Linked DNA regions of Zea mays: region 2 is linked to region 1. The links are chromatin contacts, called in public Hi-C maps. All regions are on one chromosome and are shown on one strand. The core of a region is the stretch at or near the end of the contact, and the rest is flanking DNA. Distances in the headings are between cores, read along the strand shown.

Region 1 (5,606 bases), core at 1,976-4,475:
ACTGTACCGATCAATATCTAATCAACTAACTGGGGTAGCAAGGAGTTGGTACAGATGCTAATCATGAGCCTAGCTGGAAGAGGAGTCGACTAAGACCAAAGAATTCCCACTTGCTATAGTACCTTTTTCCAGCAAATCACTAACGGGGCGTTTGGATCCCTTCATTTCAGAGGAATTGGAATTCACTCAATAAAATAACTTATTTAGTTTGGAATTTGACATTCCACCGCTTTCCAAAGTTCAGATATAAGCCTATCTCAAATTAATGAGGTGGAGGGTGAGAAATGATTTTATGCATTAGTAGAATTTGTTTATACTCTATAACTTACATGACACTTTTCGTCTCACTCCTCTATAGTAAAAATGTAGCACATAAATATCTCCGACATCTTGCTAATAATAGTATATAAATATATTTTTTGCATAAAACTGAATTAGCTTAATTGATATATTCCTAAATTATTATTATTAGAATGGAATTCAATTCCAATGATCCAAACGGGGCGTAATTGGAATGCAAATCATTATGCATGCAGACACACAGACAATCATCAACACCTAGTTGAGACAACGATTTGAGTTTCAGAAGTAGGGAGTTTACCTGCCCATTGCATCATAAGTTCCAGCAAGATTACTGTACACTCCTAAAGTATCTGGATGATAAGGCCCGTATTCTTGTTCCAGAACTGTTCTAGCTTCCTCAAACAGTTCTGCTGCTTCATTTATCGAATATCTTTGAACGCATGCCAATCCCATCTGGTTCAGGGCAATTCCGAAGAAGGCAGACTTTTTCTCACCACAGGTGCGGAGCTTTGCAATCGCACTCTTGAAGGAATCATATGACTCGCCATAATTGCCCAAAATATAGTGCAAGACACCCATCTGAGCCTCAATTCCAGCAATTGTGCTCTGTTGGCCAGCAGAATTGTTGTACATTTTTAAGGCCTTCTGAAGTAACTTGAGTGCTTGCTCATGCTCATTCATCGTCTCATATATGGCTGAAACATCAGTTAAACCAGTGGCAATTTCTTCCAGAGAAGTCCCTGGAATAGGTTTTTGGTAAATTTTGAGAGCGTTTTCACAGTAAGATTTTGACTCCCTCAGCTTCCCTGACTTATTGTACAGATCCGCTATGCGCACAAAAACAGAAGCCACAGTTGCATGATTCTCCCCTTTGCTGGTCTTGAATACAGTAAGAGCTTTCTGGTAAGCAAACACAGCCTCATCATACCGGCCCAAGGAGAGGTAGATATCACCAATGCTGCAATCCACTGAGGCCACCTCTGTCTCCTGACCATTGGCTATCATGGCCGTGCCGGCCATCACTAGATGCTCCAAGGCAGCTTCATGATCACCCTTGGTGTCATAGATTAGACCCATCAGCCTCCTATCAGCTGTTTCTTCTAGTGAGGCTGTCCCGCCATGCTCCCTGTGGATGTCAAGGGCTATCTGACACAATCTTTGTGCTTCATCGAGTTGTAATGCCTGCACATGGGCCTCAGCTAAGTACCGACAAGTCTCTCCAACCCTTGGGTCTTGCTCTCCCAATGTTTGCTTTTGTATTTCAAGCCCAGAAGCATACCATTGCAGTGAGAGTGCAGTTTGACCTAGCATGCCATAGGTGTCCCCTAACTGCATGCAACCAGAAAACTTTGCAAGAGCATGTTCCTGACCTTCCTCAATTACAGGGATCTCAAGAGATCGATGCAGCACAGGTAAAGCCTCTTCATATTTTCCCAAGTTGCAGTAGATTGCTGCAACAACATGCAAACTCATGACTAAGTTCAAGCTTGGTTTTCCACCAGCACATTTCTCAAATGTCTTAGTGGCACGGAGAGCATATTTCAGTGCCCGACGTGAGTTTTCTGAGGCAAGCAAGTCTCTTGCATGTTTGAGAAGAAATGGACCAAGGTCTGGGTTATCAAGCCCAGCATCTTCTGTTCCATTCTGTGGATTGGCATTTGATTTCCGCCGACGGCCAACTCGGGTTGCCTGTTTGCTGACCTCCCTCTCACCTTCCTCAGTGGACGCCTTCCTATTGGGACCAACAGAGGCATCAGACTCAAGCTGTGATTTTGAGTCCTTCTTCGACTTGTTGGACGATTTGGAAGGCTGCTCCTTTACTGGGGTTCCATTCTCAGCGGGAACCGGTGGCACAACGTTGGCAACACTACCATTCTCCTCTTCCTCCTCAATCACCTTCATGGCCTCCATCTCCCCAGCAACAAGATGGCGAAGCTCTGAATCAATCCTAGACTCCTCCCCATCTGAGCCAAAGCTCTCATGTGACAGGGAGCCACCCTCACTTGAGCTCTTCATCTCGCACACATTGTTGTAGAGCTGCTCAATTGAGGGCTCCCCAGTACCGGAGCTCTCGACATGCATCTCAAGTGCCTCACTTTGCATGCTTGGCGCCATTGTTGAAGCTGCCGTCGAATTTGGGGCGGGCAGATTTTCATTCTGTGGAGAGGAATTCACCCTGTTCGGCACCTCCTCTGCAACAAATCCATCCATTGTAATTCCAGGCATCTTAGGGTGATAATTATGCCGAAACTGTTTTTTTTTCAGAAAGCGAAGCAGATGGTAGCCCTCCAGTGCCCTGGAAGAAACGGAATAAAAATGTTAAGGTGGCATGTAAATGCTCCAAAATTGAACCCGAAGAACCAATTAAAGGAAAAACATGAACGTTGCCTAGGGTCAGGGGCGGACCCAGTAAAAATCGAAGGTAGATCCAAATACAAATAGATTAAATTAGGGTTCCTGTGATCGGTTTGGCGCAGCAGGAATGGAAGAGAAAGGGTGCGCAAACCTGGTGTGTGCTCGTCGCCGGTAAAGGACCCGACGAAGGCCTGGGCACCTGGCGTAGGGGCGTCGGCGGGTCGCCCAGATGCCGCACGAGAGAGAGGGATGGAGGGAAAGCGCCCGATGGGTGGACGGGAGGAGAAAAGGCAAGGGGTGAAGTCCGCGTGGCAATCGGGTGGATCTGGGTGGCCTCACCGTGATCAGCGCTCGGCAGCTCGATCTAGCCTCGGCACGGCATTGCACTTGCGTTGCGTGGGTCGATCAGCTAGCGCAACAGGGAAGCCAGGTGGATGGAAACCGTCAGGTGCGTTGCGGTAGGAAGATGGTCTGGCAGGAAGGGGAGGAAGAGGCCGGGAGAAGCTCCCATGCCATAGGGGAGGTGGTGAGTGGTGACGGAGGGGAGGGAAGAAGACTAGAAGATGAGTGCGGCGGAGCCGCGGAGGGCACGGGAGCAGACGAGAGAAATGATGGCTCGCGCGTCGCGCCTCCTCGGTGCAACCGGACCACAGACAACCCCAGGAGCGGGCAGGGGCGTTTTGGTCCAGCTCAGCAGGGAATTGTGCCCAGAGGCCAGAGTCCAGATTTGACAAAGAGAGGGAAAAAAAAGTAAAGGCTAGTTTCGAAACCTCATTTTTTTCAAGGAATTTTTATTTTTTTTATTAGAAATTAGTTTATTTTCTTTTAAGAAAATAAAAATCCCTTAAAAAAATATGGTTGCCAAACTAGCTCTAAAACCGTAAAACTCAAGGACAACAAAACGGGCGTTAAATATAGTCAAGGTCATTCTCCATGATGATAAAATCATCAGATGCAAGAGCTTGCATTCGTTCGATACTTTTGCTGCTTTTATGTCCTGCACCCCTTCATTTATTTATGGCCTTTTCTATTCCATAAACTAAAACAAAAGTGACTTAAATTTAGTCACTTTAGGAGCTAAAGATGTAAATAGAAAAGGCTATAAGTGACTAAAATAGTAAAAAGAACACGTTTTATTTACGTTTGGCTTCTCAGGAGAAGTTAAGCTTTCATTTTAGCTGTTGAATCCAAACAAACCATTAGTAGGACATTACAGTTCTAGGATAAATTGCAGCTCTTCTGTTAAGACTAGATAGATTCAAGTGTAGTATTAACTCAAACTTTTAAACTTTATATGGATTTATAAAAATTACGTCAAGATTTATGACACCAAATTAATCTATCTATCCTTTAATAAATAGATTACTCATGAATTTAGGATGGTTAGTATAAGAAAAAAGATCATACTATCATTTATTAATTGAAGTGGGTGCACATTTATTTGAGTTGCAAAAAGTAACCGTAACATTTACTGCACTCATTCAATTGTCAAAACTCAAGGGTGAATTGTTGGGGAAGAGGGAGAAAGTAGGAGGTGCAGAAAATATGAGGGCACTTTGAGAAAATAAATAAGCCAATGAGACGTTGAGTCTCCTAAAGATTAGTTTATTTGTGAGTAATAGAAGAGAGTATCACTACATATAGAATACATTGTCATAAGAGAAAATTGGAATTATGTCATTATGAGAAGTAGGATTTGTCACTTTGCCATCCTAATGAGGGACTTTATCTGAATGTCATTATCAAACATATCACACACGCTATAACGCCATTTAGTCATTTCATAAATTGAAAAAAATCTCTTTTCTCCCCATCTGTGTTCGCCTTCACCCATCACCGTGTGTCGTGTGTTGCTGCACTCACGTTCGCCGCTCTGGAGGACGAAGGCATGGCCCATGGCGGCCTCGGTCACGCGCTCCTTGAGGTGGCGCACACCGCTTAATGTTGCACTCACAATGTTGAGATACACCAAATACATATAGATATATACATACAGATATATATATCCATTGCTGGTACGCGGGTAAGAGAGTTTGCGGGCATGGGATAACATTTTCATACGCGCGAGAAGAAACATGCCGGGCTAAGTGAAAGGGAATTAGGCTTACACCTAGTTCCTAATTGATTTTGGTGGTTGAATTGCCCAACACAAATAATTGGACTAACTAGTTTGCTCTAGTGTATAAGTCATACAGGTGACAAAGGTTCACACTTAGCCAATAAAAAAACCGAGTATGGGGTTCAATAAAAGAGAGCAAGGGATAACCGAAGGCACCTCTGGTCTGGCGCACCGGACTGTCCGGTGCGCCACCGGACAGTGTCCGGTGCTCCACCGAACAGTGTCCGGTGCACCAGGGGACTTCACGCTGAACTCTTCACCTTCGGGAAAATCCAGAGGCGCTCCGCTATAATTCACCGGACTGTCCGGTGTACACCGGACAGTGTCCGGTATCCCAAGGAAGAGCGGCTCTGGAACTCGCCAGCTTCAGGAATTTGCTCCGCTATAATTCACCGGACTGTCTGGTGAGCCAGCGGAGCAACGGCTACTTCGCGCCAACGGTCACCTGCAGAAGCATTAAATGCGTGCCAGAGCGCGCAGAAGTCAGGCACGCACGATGTGGCGCACCGGACACTCTATAGTACATGTCCGGTGTGCCACCGGACATCCAAGCGGGCCCAGAAGACAGAGCTCCAACGGTCGGAACACAACGGCTTTGGTGACATGGCTGGCGCACCGGACATGTCCGGTGTGCACCGGACTGTCCGGTGCACCATGCGACAAACAGCCCCACCAAACGGCTAGTTTGGTGGTTGGGGCTATAAATACCCCCAACCACCCCACATTCAAGTCATCCAAGTTTTCCCACTTCAACTACTTACAAGAGCTCTAGCATTCAAATCTAGACACACCCAAGTGATCAAATCCTCTCCAAACTCCACACAACGCC
Region 2 (5,606 bases), core at 1,166-3,665, 510 kb after region 1:
ATATTAGAAATAGATTTAAAGTAGGGTAGATGAAGTGGCACCAATCATATGATATTCTATATGACAAGAGTGTACCACAAAAGCTAATATAGCAAGTTTTATAGGACAATGATTGGACCTACTATGTTGTACAGTGCAAAATATTGGCCTATAAAAATACGATATATTCACCATATAATTGTTGAGAAATGTAAATGATGTGTTGATTTATGACCATATAAGAAGGGATCGAATCTGGAATGATGTACATGATAAACTATAGATAGCACCGATTTGAATCAAAGCGTGTTCAGATAAACTATAGATAGCACCGATTGAATCAAAGCGTGTTCAACAATTGTTTAGATAATCTGGACATGTTCAAACGAGACGTCCAGAGACTTAGGTGTATAGTAAGTTTCTAAGGTTGATAGCAATGTAAAGAAAGGCAATAGAAGATCAAAGTTGATATGTAAGAGCTATTTATCTTTTTATAAATATTACATTTTTATATGTTGCATCTCATTCAAAGAGACTATCTATTTAGAGCATCTGCAAGAGACTCCTCATTTTAGCTCTATATCTGACTATCTATTTAACTTTTCATAAAGATTACACTCTATATGTAGCATCTCACTCCAACAGACTATCTATCTAGTTTGGCTAGTGAGAGAGTCAATTTAAAGAGCCGGATAGCTTGGCGAGTCAGATAGCTAATCTGTTGGAGAGTTATTTTGCTATTGAGTAGTCAAAATTTGGCTTGACGAGTTATTTAGCTAGTCTCTTGGAGATGCTCTTAGTTTGATTAGTCAGAGTGGCTATCCAAATTTGGCTAGTGGAGGAGCCAATTTGAAGAGTCGAATAGCTTGGTGAGTCATATAGCTAGTGTTGGGGACTTGTTCTCAAATGCTATGAATTAAGAACAAGGCAACACAAAGTGTTAAATGTAGATGCCCTTCGTCCAATGAAGCATTATTCCCTTAAGGACTAATGAACTTTGGACGAAGGTTAAAGGCAATACAATTACGAAGGTTAAATCTTCGTAAAAGATTGAATAATGTAATATAGAATACGAAGCGTCAAAGGTGAATAAATTACAAATGAACAACATTACTTTCATATTAAATTGATTTAATATATTTAAGCATTGAATACAATTATACCTTTGCCTTGACAAAGATTGATTCCCGAATGATGCGGTTGCAATTACAGGAATTCGTGAACAGTAAAGGAATACTGTTCACTATTTATAGGCATGGGATACAGCCTGTGAGGAATTACAATTATGTCCCTCATAAGGAATTACAACAGCGACTCAAACATTTATGAACTAAAACATCATTCTACTCCTAAGTCGGTTTGTAATCCCGAAGCTTCATACAGAGGAACCCTCGGTCATCACATGCGGACAGCTTCAGCCGAAGCTGTTTCTCCCTACAAGACCTTCGGCGACGAAGCATAGTCCCAACAGTTAGTTTGTTGGGGAGTTATTTTGGTGTTGGATAGCCAAAATTTGGCTCGATGAGCCATTTACCTAGTCTATTGGAAATGCTATATGGAGACGGTAAAAAGAAACATGAAAGAATATAATAATATACTCTAAAATTTAGTCTTAAACACGAGTGTATGAAAAATAACTATACTATATGTGGCTGAATTTTTTCATGTGGTTCAATTTTATTGTTGTTGTTTTTAAAATTCGGCAATTTCAGGTGCAAATCGCACTTTACACTCATGGTTTATATCGTCTATCCATATTTCAATTTTTTAATCTCTAACAGGCAATGAGTCTAATTATATGAAAAATATAAAATTCATTTAAATATGTTTGGCATTAATTAGTCTTATCGTATGAGAAATTTATTATTATACTACAAAAGCGGTAACATTGGATTTCTACTTAGATATACAAAATTAGCGACGAAAGTTGTACTTAAAATACAAAATTGGTGATAAAATATAATTTTGAAGATCACACAAGCACTTTTTATTTTAAGATAGAGAGTATGTTTCATTTCATCAATCTTAAACTTTGATTGGTCGAATTTTCTCTGTCTTAAAGCCATTTATAACCGTTTTTCAGTAAAAAATAGAGAAAACCCGGGAGAAAATCTTCCAAACACACTTTTTAGAGCCTTGGAGGCTCCAGAACAGGCATGGTCGACTTGTCAGTTTCGAGGAGCCGTACTGAAAGTAGCACGGCGGTTGTCTCGCGCGTCCAACGCACCGCGCTCGCCGTGAAACGCCACGTGGATGTCTTGCCACGTGGCCTGTTTTCATTGGATTGATGACTCAATTCGCGCCGGTCCTGCTCGGTCCGTAACCAAAATCAGTAATTGCAATAAATAAAGGACAATGAAAAAGAAAAAGAAAAATCGGAACCCGAAATATAGCAGGAGCACGCCCTCTTCACCTCCTTCCCGTCCTCGAGATCGTTCTGAGTTTCTGACCTCCTTCCCCCGCGTGCTCCTCCAGCCACTCCGCACCCCAGATCTCCGAACCCTAACCCCTTGCACATGTTATTGCACTGAACGCAGCTGGTAGCCACAAGCCATGTCGCAGCCCCGCAGTTACGGAATCCTCGTCGCCGTCCTTGTCGCGGCGGCCGTCGCCGTCCCGCCGGCGACCGCGGCGGTGGCGAGCATCGACCTCGGCTCAGAGTGGCTCAAGGTCGCTGCTGTGCATCTTGCCCCAGGCCGTGCTCCAATCGCTGTTGCCATCAACGAGATGTCCAAGCGTAAGTCCCCGGCACTCGCCTCGCTCGCCGACGGCAACCGTCTCTCTGGGGAGGAGGCGGCAGGCATCACGGCGCGGCACCCGTCCAAGGTGTTCGCCCGCGCGCGGGACCTCTTGGCCAAGCCCTTGTCCTACGTGCAGTCCGTCACGGACTCGCTCTTCCTCCCCTACGATCTCGTCCCCGACGCGCGCGGCGCCGCCGCGGTTCGCGCTGATGACGGGCAGGTATACTCCCTCGAGGAGATCGTCGCCATGGTGCTCCACTACGCCGCGGGGCTCGCCGATGCGCACGTTGGGGCGCCCGTGCGGGACGCGGTGATCGCCGTGCCGCCCTACTTTGGGCAGGCCGAGCGCCGGGCGTTGACGCAGGCTGCGCAGCTGGCTGGAATCAACGTGCTTTCTCTCATCAACGAGCACGCTGGGGCCGCGCTTCAGTACGGGATTGACAAGGACTTCTCCAATGCGTCGCGGCATGTCATCTTTTACGACATGGGCGCTGGTAGCACTTACGCTGCATTAGTGTACTACTCTGCATACAACGCCAAGGAGTTCGGAAAGACAGTGTCCGTTAACCAGTTCCAGGTGAAATCCCTCTCTTGACATTTCTGGTAGTTGTTCAATTGCGCCTCTCTCAGATGTCTGATGGCAATCTTAGATGTGGGTATTTCTCATGCCTAGTATGATAGATCTGGTGAAAATATCCTTCTCTTTTCTTGAGCCGTGCTGCTATGTGATATGATGAGTGACAACTCCAGAATACTATATTGATAACACTAATCTCTGCAGGTTAAGGACGTAAGATGGAACTCTGAGCTTGGAGGCGTTCAAATGGAAATGCGTCTGGTCAACTATTTTGCTGCCCAATTCAATAAGCAGCTCGGTGATGGGGTTGATATCCGTCAGTCTCCCAAGGCAATGGCTAAGTTGAAAAAGCAAGTCAAGCGCACCAAAGAAATTCTTAGTGCAAACACTGCAGCTCCAATTTCAGTAGAATCTCTGTATAATGATGTTGATTTCAGGTGCATCTCTACTCTATCTTATATACTGTAAACACATAACTATTGCTCAAGAAATATGGATGCAGCATGTAAAAAGGTCAAGAATCAAGATCAATGAAAATGCACCCAACATTGCAAAATTTACTGTCAAACCTTATTTGTCAGCTTAAAATTGTTCTGGAAAGAAAAGAATTACAACACATTAATTAAAGGTGTCCTGGAAGCAGACCTGCTAGGTTTGGAGTTTGCATGGATGAAATATATCTTATTTGTCCAAGTGTCTTGACATGTACTCCCTCCATTTTTTTATTTGACGTTTTGCAGTTCATTTTTGCACTATTTGACGTCAAATAAAAAAAGGATTGAGGTAGTGTCAGATTAAAATTTGATTATTTTTCCCTTTTGAAGTACATCGATGCAATCTCATCTAAATAAAGGTTACTAGAATTGCAAACAAAGGTTGTGTATTAGTTCTGGATCACTTGGGCCACTTCTTAATTGGTTGTTAAAGCTTTTTATATGGAGACTGTGTTCTATATAATAATCGGGCCAATTATCCTTTAGCTGAGTTGGTTAGGTGGTCTGAGTAGCACTCCTTAGGTCCTGAGTTCGAATTCCATTGGGAGCGAATTTCAGGCTAAGGTTAAAAAAGGTCATTCGCTGGTTCCCCTGGTTGTGTGCACATGAGATGGACTGACCTATGGGAGCGGATCCTCATGTAGGAGCTGGGAGGGCTCAAAGCACGAGTAAAGATCCGTCCTATAGGGGACGGACCCTCATACTGCACGGGGGCTAGCTTTCGTGACCTTTCTCGGCCGGGACTCTGATTGGGCTTCTTCTTAATATAATACCGTGGGGGCGGTATTTCGCCTACCGACCGAGTTTTTTAATCGCTGAGTTTATCGTTTTTTCCCTAGTTTTTGTTTTCAGCTTCTCTTGGTTTAGACCTTATACATATTGAGCTTGTGGCCTTAAATAATGGTTGGGGCAATTTTCATTGTGTTACCTACTGAGCTTATGCACTATCTTTTTTGTTACAGGAGTACCATAACACGTGAGAAATTTGAAGAGCTGTGTGAGGATTTATGGGAGCAAGCTCTAACTCCAGTTAAAGAAGTGCTGACACATTCTGGCATGAAGATCGATGACATCTATGCTGTAGAACTAATAGGAGGAGCTACCCGGGTTCCAAAACTGCAGGTTAATAAATTTGGTTGTCTTTTTAGATTATTACTTAAACTCTGTCATTGCAGTGCTTTCCAAAACCACTTATATATCTATTAGCTAGAAGTATCTTCGTAGCGTCTGTAATAGATTTTTTTTGTAGAATACGCAAGAGAGCTGCGTATCATTGCATTGAGAAGGAGAAACCAAATAAATTACACACTCACCACGCTCACACAAACACACACTCTTACAAACTTGTACCAGAAACAAACATAATCTTACTGAAGCTAGTAATTATTCCGTTAGCAGACTAGATTTTTGCAGAACCAGCAGAGCAGCCACACACTTTTCCTTAATTCTATTAGCTGTCATGGCATTCAACAAACAAAATACTTGGATTATTTAGTCTTTTGAGCATTTTCTCTGAACTGCTTCTTGCTTATAGAAATTAATCTAGTATTATAACATGGGTACATGCATTGAGGTGACATGTGTTACTGTTTGCTTTATACGTTTTTCCTTCTATTTAACCAATACCTTTTGTTATAACTTTGCATTTGCACTAATCCCTTTTTATGTGATCTTAAAGGATTGTAAACTGTTTCTGGTCACACATATAGAGTTTCATGCCTAATATGTTTGGGGATTTTGTTTTTATACAATATTCAAAATACAAACTATCATTCCTAATTTGGTTACCTTTTCAAATGGGGTATGATCTACAGT

The links. Hi-C and Micro-C count contacts between places; a contact is called where the count stands out from the background.
Region 2: a contact with region 1 is called in a Hi-C map of ear, with 1.9 times the contacts expected there. The contact joins the promoter of LOC100279899 here to the promoter of LOC100280937 in region 1. A contact is called at or near these places in 2 of 25 Hi-C or Micro-C datasets (ear and leaf).

The regions. Positions count from the first base shown.
Region 1 is chr5:209,573,778-209,579,383 of Zm-B73-REFERENCE-NAM-5.0, forward strand. LOC100280937 (kinesin light chain) reads right to left here and starts at 3,226. Exons shown (of 3, transcript NM_001368333.1): 1 at 2,810-3,226; 2 at 602-2,599. The coding sequence starts at 2,529.
Region 2 is chr5:210,088,238-210,093,843 of Zm-B73-REFERENCE-NAM-5.0, forward strand. LOC100279899 (Heat shock 70 kDa protein 17) reads left to right here and starts at 2,416. Exons shown (of 14, transcript NM_001152851.1): 1 at 2,416-3,297; 2 at 3,502-3,734; 3 at 4,754-4,913. The coding sequence starts at 2,533.